Linked DNA regions of Sus scrofa: all the other regions are linked to region 2. The links are chromatin contacts, called in public Hi-C maps. All regions are on one chromosome and are shown on one strand. The core of a region is the stretch at or near the end of the contact, and the rest is flanking DNA. Distances in the headings are between cores, read along the strand shown.

Region 1 (2,854 bases), core at 262-2,761, 37 kb before region 2:
TGGGAACCTCCACATGCTGTGGGTGCAGCCCTAAAAAAAGCAAAAAAAAAAAAAAATCTTCAGGTAACTGAGAGCCTATGTACCAGAAAACATTCAAGGCGGTGGCACTTGGGATGCCATCAATGAGTAAAAACTGATTTCTGAAGGAAAATAATGGGAGATAAATAACATCTAGGGCCTTTACATACCACTCAGAATTGGTGAATGAATTTAGAATTTAATTTTTTGCTTTTTAGGGCCACACCCATGGCATATGGAAGTTCCAAGGCTAGAGGTTGAATCAGCTAAAGCTGCAGGCCTATGTCACAGCTACAGCAACTCGGGATCGAAGCTGCCTCTGCCACCTACACAGCTCAGGGCAACCTTGAGTCCTTAACCCACTGAGAGAGGCCAGAGGTCTAATATGCATCCTCCTGTATCCTAGTCAGGTTCCTTAACTGCTGAGCCACAAAGGGAACTCCTAAAATGCACTTTTAATTCACAAACTAGTTAACCCAAGGAGGGGGGTGGCAGAAATCCATACTCTTCAGAAGGATGTTTTCCCTTAGCTGAAAAACAAGTTCTGCAACTGGGCTATGTAGGTTCTTCCAGCAACCGAGTCTCACCTTGGTAGAAGGGTTGCCTCTAGGTACATTACCTTCTCCAGATTTCAATTTCAAGCATATGGTAAAAAACGGAATGAATTTACATAGTGTGGTTGTGGAGGAGGGTCCTCTCTTGCATTTACACATACACACAACTGTGTATTCTGTACTTCACAGGCCCCTATGCAGGGCTTTTCAGGGGTAATTCTGACAATGCTTTTTTCATATGATGTCAAAGTAACCCGTCAAATAACTTACTCGGAACTATACAAGTCTTTCCTCATTTAGTTTTCATCATCCTATTAAACTCAATCAAAAACCACACGTCAAATAGTATAGGGGTTTCTGCCGACTGGTATTTTCTGCCCACTGCCTACTGGTATTAGCTCTCCGCTTAAGTTTGGACTCAAGCAGACCTCAGGCTCGGGTTCTGAAACTCCTAAAAAGGACGACACCCTACATAAAATGGTGCACAGGGCTTGGCAGCTTCCAAGGTCGCCCGTGCCCCTTCTTTCTCCCTCCAATGGCCACTGCTCCCTCCAGATCCCGCCATCCTCCTGGTTCCCCAACACCCTCGCACCCGCGAAGCCGATGGAGGAGGCGGCCGCGCCGAAAGTTCCGTGCACGCGCGCGATCGTGTCCCGTACTAGGCCGCCCAGCACTCGGTCCTCCAGATTCAGACGGCAGCGGGGGTCCTCAGACACCACTTCGCAAAGCAGGTACCTGGGGCAGGCGAGAGGGCGGTGAGTGCTGGGCCGGGGCCAGGACCGCAGGGACAGGAATAAGGGTTGCTTACCTGTGCTTGAAGCGCACCATGTTCGTATCCGCCTCGGGCGTCCAGACACTCAAACCGGATGTCTGCCTTCTCGTCGGCGGCCAATGGGAAGTTGGCCTGGCAGCCACTCAGAGAGGGAGGCGGAACTAGAATGTAGGCGGAGCCCCGTGTCAGTCTCCTTTGAGCTCCGCCTCCCTCTGCCGAGCGCAGGCGTCCTGCTCATTTCTTCGCTTAGACTTTCAACTGAACCCGTTGTGATGAGTGGTTGTGCTCCACGCCAGAGTTTGCTGTTTAGGATGCAGCTGAGGCATTTGGAACCTCCAGGACGTTCCATTACCTTGCAACATAGTACCCAAGCTGGACGGTGGAACATTTGAGCACAAGACCTTGCACCCCCCAGGCCAGGGATTGATAGGGGAAATCGGACTCTTATTCTCAGTTTGGAGCTCGGTTTAATTTCTCCATACAGCCAAATATGTTATTACTGTTTAGGCCTTTCAATAACCTTATGGAGTTGGGTGTATTGGCTTGTTTTTTTTTGTTTGTTTTTTTGTTTTTTTGCAAAAACAATCCGTGGTCGTTATATTTTCTGGTTATTTTGGTTTGTTTTTTGTTTTTGTTTTTAAACAGAAAAGCACAAAGAAGCAAATAAAAATAAGTTATAATCCCAGCACCTAGAGAGAATAATTTATCATGTAGTGGATTTTCTTCCAACATTTTACCCCTGTTCCAGTGGTTTTCCAGGTGAAGTCCAGGAACCACTGGATTTTCCCAGATTCTTTTAGGGAGTCCCCCGAGGTCAAATTACTTTTGTAGTAACACTAAGGTGTTACTTGCTGTTTTCACTTTCTGAGTGGACAGTAAAGTTTTCCAGAGGCCAGTGACATGTGCTGACATTGCTCTGATGGCTAAGAGAATTGTGCATGGTGTTTTAAACATTTCTGTTTTAATAAACATAGTGAGTATCAATATATTTCACATAACAAAAGCTCTTTGGGATCCTCAATAATTTAGTAAGAATGGAAAGGGGCCCTGAGACAAAAAAGGTACGAGATGTACCTTCCACTGTATGATAATTTATATTTTCCATTTTCTTTTTAAGAATAGGATCATACTGTTTACTACTCTTCTTTCCCCTCACATTGAATATCTTTTTAAAAACTGAGGCATAACATACATAAAATGCATATTAAGTGCATAACTCAATGAATTTTTATATATGTATAAACTTTTGCAACCACTGCCCAGATTAAGAGATAGAACATTTCCAACACTCAGGAAGGTTCCTGTGCTCTCTTCCGAGCCAAAAACCTTCCCAGAAGTAGCCTATATTCTGACTTCTGTCATGACAGATTAGCTTTTTCTCTTCTGGAACTTTATATAAATGTAAATCTCCAGCAGCATATTTGTGTGTGTGTGCGTGCATGTCTGGCTCCTTTCTTTCAACATAATGTCTGTAAGATTCATTCTTGTCATTTGACTATATTTTCATGCC
Region 2 (3,017 bases), core at 497-2,996:
TGGGTTAAGGATCCGGCATTGCTATGAGCTACGATGTAGGTCATGGATGTAGCTTGGATCTGGTGTTACTGTGGCTGTGGTGTAGGCCAGCAGCTGCAGCTTTGATTCGACCTCTAGCCTGGGGTGTGGCCCTACAAAAAGACCAAAAAAACAATACTAATAAAAAATAAAATAAAATAAATTAAATACCCTTTGGCCCACTGCTTTCATCAGCTCCTGAGAGATGTAGATAAAGTATTTTATCTCCTGTGATTTATCCAGAATGTACATCTGTTGTTAATCCTACCCAGCACTGATTATTCTGAGGGCTGGAACAGGTAAGATGTCGATTGACCTGGCTCCCTTTATGCCTTCCTATCTGAGTGGATGTGGCAATGAGGCTTCAGGGCCACTGCACTGCCTGCCTCAATATTTGTGCTTTAGGAACCCGAGTGGCTTTAATATGGTAATTCAGCCCTTTAAAGTAGGTGTGCTGGGAAACAGTTTGCTGGAGAACAAAAGAAACTTTCCTTGTTCACTTTGGCCTCTGAGCAGCTGTTTTCCCCGTGCATCCTGTTTTCCTTAATTCTTTGCATATGAAATTCTATGTCTTCATAGGAAGACAGTGCAGAGGTGAACCCTTGGCAGGAGGGATGTGTAGTATATGGGCAATCTGTCCATCTGTCCTTCTATTGAGGTTAAGCAGTGGCTAGACTTGCCCTTTTCTCATGCATGGATGGCATTAAGGCCAGAGACCAGAACCGGGAGAGCCTGGGAGGTTCACACTGCACCCCTTCAAATCTCAAGTATCCCACTACCAAACAGGAGTGGTGAATGGAGCCTCATAAGGTGCAGAGGGAAGGTGATTAGCTTAACTGCACGAGCACCCTGTTGAGAACACTGGGCTAGGCCTCTTACCTGAAGGTAGTTGTAATTATCATCTGCATTTTAAAGAAGAGGAAAACAAGGTTCAGAGAGGCTGATGACACTTGCCCAAGTTACACAGATGGTAAGTGGCAGAGCTAGGTTTTGAGATTCAAACCGGGCTTGCGTGGCTTCCTGGCTGCCTACCAAGAGCAAGGATTTCTCTAACATCTAGAAGGGCAAGAAGGTGAGAGGGAGGATAAGAGCTGGAGGGGCAGCAAGTGAGTCCCACCTGACACTTGATCATCACCAGACCCTGCGACAGACGTCCAGGTTGCAACAAATGCCACCTGGCTTCTCTTCTGTTCTGACAACTGAAAATTCTTTGGCTCTTTACCAGGGTCATCCTGATCCTGCTCCAGCGTACTGGGAGTGGGAGAAGCCCCCACGGAGTGGGGCCTTTCCTTCCAGCAGTGTCCTTCCATACCATTCTGGCCCCAGGGTTTGTTGTGGTGGTGTCATAACTAGCTTGTGGTACATCCTCCTTGGGTCTCGAGTTTACTTCACCTCACTCGTCATCATTTCCAAAGTTGTACCTCCTGGGCAGTGCACCCCGCCAGCATTTCTGGAGGTTGCGGCGATTCTGGGTCATTTGGGAAAATCCGGGCGCGTTAAGGGGCACCGCCAGCGCCGTCAAGGTCTGAGTGTCTTTGGGGCCCTTCGCCAAACCCCTTCCCTAGCGCTCCCGGCTCCTCACCGCAGCTCCCTCTCCGCCGCCAGGGGCCTCCCGGAAGCGGAGCTCCTCGAGCGCGGGGCGGGGCAAGGGGCGGGGCGCAGCGGTACCTGGGCCGCCAGGGAGCCGGGGGTGGGCTCTTCGGGGACAGCCGGCGGCCCCCACAGATCCGCACCGCCAGCCGCCGGGGAGCTCGGGGCTCCGGGCGTAGAGGCTGCGCTGTCACATGGGCGGTGGCGACGGGGCCGCATTTAAGCGGCCGGGGGACGGCGCCCGCCTCCAGCGCGTCCTCGGGCTTGGCTCCCGCCGGGCGCCCCACTCTCTGCCCGCCGGGGGCCCGGCGCCGCGCCGCACCGCGCCGCCCCCGCCGGGCCATGCGAGCGCGGGCCCCGCCGCGATGAGCTCCCACATCGCCAAAAGCGAGTCCAAGACGTCGCTGCTGAAGGCGGCGGCAGCGAGCGGGGGCAGCCGGGCTCCCCGCCACGGCCCTGCCAGGGAGCCACTGCTGCCCAGCCGCCGGCTGCCCGGCCCTTGCCCAGGCACGCCGATACCGTCAGGGGACCCCAGTTCGCGGAGGCCCCTGTGCCGGCCAGCGCCGCGAGAGGAGGGCGCTCGGGGCAGCCGGCGCGGGCTCCCCCAGGCGCACTGCAGGCCCCGGGAGGCGCCGCCGGCCGCGGCATCCCGACCTTCGCCGCCGTCGCCGCTGCCGCCGGCCCGCGGGCGGGATGGGGAGGAACGGGGTCTGTCCCCGGCTCTCGGCCTCCGAGGCTCGCTGCGAGCCCCGGGTCGCGGGGACTCAGCTCCAGCTGCCGCGTCCGAGGCAGACCCGTTCCTCCACCAGCTGCGCCCCATGCTCAGCTCCGCCTTCGGCCAGGTAAGGGCTGCGCCTCCCGCCCACTCCCTGGAGAAGCGCTCGGGACCCTGCCGCAGCTGCGCTCACAGCCCTCCTCCCGCTTCCCAAGGCCCCCCAGGGTCACGCTCCTCTAGTCCTCCCGTAGCCGAGAGCACTGGCCTGCGCGCCTCCTCCCCCGTGCCTGATTCAGCACCCTGTGCGCTGTCCACGCTCCGGGCCTCTTCTGGACGAGACACCAACGCCTAGCCTCCCTCCACCTGCCGGAATGGGCCGGTCTGGAAGGGAGCAACCTCCACAAACTGCCTGGAAATTTGCAGAGGTCAAGGGGAGCTCCGAGCAGGGGGCTCCAAACCTTCTCCTCTGGCCTCTGGCCAGGACAGCCAGTGAGCGACCCAAGAGAGCAAATGGGTTTGGAATCTGGGGGTCAAGAGTGGGGAGCTCGAGATACACAGCCTTGCCTGGGCATGAGGGACCCTAGCCATTGCCTGTGGTGGTCCGAAAGACCTGGGAAAGTTAGGAGAGCTAAAAATGTGAGAAAAGAGAAGTGTCTGGGTAGGCATGGACAGAGCTGTGGTCCAAACTGGAACT
Region 3 (2,754 bases), core at 82-2,581, 61 kb after region 2:
AGTCCTGGTGGTCTGAGAACAAAGGTTCAGTGAGCAAGAGATTGTAGGAAATGGCTTCATGCTAACCCCTCACCCCTACCTTGGACATTAACAATCAAGTAGAATATTAAGGGTTCTGGAAATTCTTCAGTAACCACTCATTGCTGAATAGTTTAAAAAGAATTGTCTGCAAAGGGTAGGACTTTAATTCTTTGTACACATCTTCAAATTTCCCTGAACTGTTTGAGAAATCCCACCCGGGTGGTAATCTCTCAAAGTCAGGTCAGCAATTAGATAGGAACTTGCTCACATACTGTACCACCAGGCTAGGCGACTGAGATGGAGTCAGGATTGGATTTTGTCCAGGAACAAGGCGAGGCCTGTCAGCCCCTCCCAAACCCCTCATATCGGGTGAGAGGGACCCAGCAAGGCCTGCACAAATCAAGCCTTTGAGGCTGACCCAGGGAAGAGGGTGGGGTTTCACTTTGGCCTGAGACTGGCTGAGGGTGACCTAGCAGACACACTTTGCATCAGAGAGGCCCAGGCCTCCCACACAGAAGAGTATGGATCCAGAATCTCTAGAGAAGGAGCCACTTGGGGTGTAAGAGGGCAGTGTCCTCCCTCCTCCCACTCACCTCCTCCAGTTGTTGAAATCATGGTTAATTTTCAAGGCTCAGGTGCAGATGTCAGCCCTGAAGCTTTCCTTCATGCCCCAGACCCCTCCTGTGTACTTTGGCAGCACCTCTGCTGCAGCAATTAGCAGTCTGGTTTGGCCTCTGGTTCATTCATACTTACTGGGCTGGTCAAGAGGAAGGGGCATCTGATGAATTATGTACTTTGCAGCCTTTCCCAACAAAGTGGGAGCTCCATAGTGAAGCGATGTACAGGTCTTCCTTCACACATTCATTTAATCATTATTGAGCACTTACCATGTGTCAGGCATTAGCTAGACTACCCAAATACAGTGATGAACAAGGCGGACCCAAGCCTTGCCCTCTCTCCTATTCTTATATTCCCTGCAGCCCAGACCAGTGTCTAGCCCAAAGCTTGGCACAGCAGCGTTTAGGAATGGCAATCTCGTTGGAAAGCTGCCTTTGCATAGCAAGCACTGTCAACTTACCTTCTAGGCTACAGATGAACAAACACTTTCTCAAGATGCCATGTTTACATCTTATATGACGGAAAGTCATTTGACTGTACGAAATACTTTTTTAAACATTCGAGGAGATCTGGAGTACTAAGGTACCAGCCACCTGGCTTGACCAACGCGGGCGAGAAGGCGGTGGTGACACCGCCCGCAGACCCCGCCCCGGCCCCGCCCCCGGCCCCGCCCCGCCCCCGCTCTCCATAGTTACGGCGCTGCGGAGGCGGCGGCCATCTTGGCGGCGGAGCGATGAGTGGGTCATACTCGAAGGCTGCGGCCGTGGGGTCCGCGGCTGGGCCCGGGGGGCTAGTGGCTGGCAAGGAAGAGAAAAAGAAGGCGGGCGGCGGCGTCCTGAATCGGCTCAAGGCGCGGCGGCAGGCACCCCACCACGCGGCCGACGACGGCATCGGGGCTGTGGTCACGGAGCAGGAGCTGCTGGCTCTGGACACCATCCGGCCCGACCACGTCCTGCGCCTCAGCCGGGTCACCGAGAGTGAGTGCAGGGCTGGCCGCGCCCTCCCCTCGTGTCAGGCCCCGGGCCCCTTGTAGGCTTCGGCGGAGCCGGCCGCTGGCCGCTCGCCCAGCCGCCGGGGGTCCACCCAAGCGCCCCCGACCGGCCAGGCCGCGCTGCCCACTGCTCCGCCCGGCTGGGTCTTCGCTGCCCACCCTCAACTAGACCTGATTGGGAGGGGTTTTCCTTGAGCTTGTTCTCCCCCGAGTCCCGCCATGCCAGGCTTCCCCGTGGCCGGCCCCTCAGCTGGATCTGTTTGGGTAGGGAGCCCCCTTAGCTTCCTGACCCTGGTAGGTGCGCCCCTGTCCCCCAGCTATCAGTGAAGTTCCTGTTCAGCTAGTCCGCCTCAACCTGACTGCTGCCAGCTTCTGCAGCCCTCTGCCAGTCCAGACCCCTACCTGCTTTCTCTACCTTTCTCTCCACTCCGGGCCCCTGACAGCCCCTCCCTCCTTTCCAGCCTGCCTTTGGCCCCCTACCTCTTTGCGTCCCAAGCGTTGCCCCTTTGTGTGCAGATGGGTTCTTCCTTCCTCAAATATATTGCTGTGGCATTTCATGCAAATTTAAAACTGCCGCATAAAATAAAGTTTCAGTTTACTTACAAAATCCAAAATGTGAATCCTGCTTTTGACACTTATTCTAGTAAATTAAGATGTCAGGATGTCGGAAATGTGTTTCTTGAATAAAATGCAACCATCCTACACCTTTTCATTGGTAGAAGGGAAGAAATATATAACCCACCTTCTGTCCTGGCTCTCCTCTCTTTTTCTGTTCTCTTCCAGGTCAAGCCCTGACTTGGATGCCTTTTCTCTTGCTACTCTTTCTCCCTAAAAGAGTTTGCAGTCGGTTGGTTAGACCCTGTTTGCCCAGCCCATCCACCCTCTCCTCCAGACTTATAGCCCTGAAGCACTAGTGCTTCCTTGATGGATTATGGCTGCCGTCCTGTCATTTGCTGAGTTGCTTTAGTCCACAGGCCAGGGGCGCTCAGGTGTACCTCAGGGAGCCAGAGGCCACGCCAGTGATTTGAGGATGGCAGTTTGGGGAGCTGGGCCTTGGTCCAGCCTGGATGAAAGGGAATTCCCATCTCCTAAACTAGTTTTAATTGATTTTAGATATGTTCGTT

The links. Hi-C and Micro-C count contacts between places; a contact is called where the count stands out from the background.
Region 1: a contact with region 2 is called in a Hi-C map of fetal skeletal muscle, with 2.0 times the contacts expected there. The contact joins the promoter of POP5 here to the promoter of CABP1 in region 2. A contact is called at or near these places in 1 of 5 promoter capture datasets (liver), 10 of 47 Hi-C or Micro-C datasets (brain, embryonic fibroblasts, epiblast stem cells and 4 more) and 1 of 2 datasets of contacts at active chromatin or transcription factors (skeletal muscle).
Region 3: a contact with region 2 is called in a Hi-C map of fetal skeletal muscle, with 1.5 times the contacts expected there. The contact joins the promoter of UNC119B here to the promoter of CABP1 in region 2. A contact is called at or near these places in 2 of 5 promoter capture datasets (fetal skeletal muscle and liver), 14 of 47 Hi-C or Micro-C datasets (alveolar macrophages, embryonic fibroblasts, fetal heart ventricle and 7 more) and 1 of 2 datasets of contacts at active chromatin or transcription factors (skeletal muscle).

What each region holds. Positions count from the first base shown.
Region 1 is chr14:40,524,423-40,527,276 of Sscrofa11.1, forward strand. POP5 (ribonuclease P/MRP protein subunit POP5) reads right to left here and starts at 1,512. Exons shown (of 5, transcript XM_001925378.5): 1 at 1,381-1,512; 2 at 1,165-1,307. The coding sequence starts at 1,400.
Region 2 is chr14:40,561,556-40,564,572 of Sscrofa11.1, forward strand. It overlaps CABP1 (calcium-binding protein 1), which reads left to right and starts at 1,747. Exons shown (of 6, transcript XM_021072519.1): 1 at 1,747-2,450. The coding sequence starts at 1,803.
Region 3 is chr14:40,622,865-40,625,618 of Sscrofa11.1, forward strand. It overlaps UNC119B (protein unc-119 homolog B), which reads left to right and starts at 1,332. Exons shown (of 5, transcript XM_003132916.6): 1 at 1,332-1,616. The coding sequence starts at 1,373.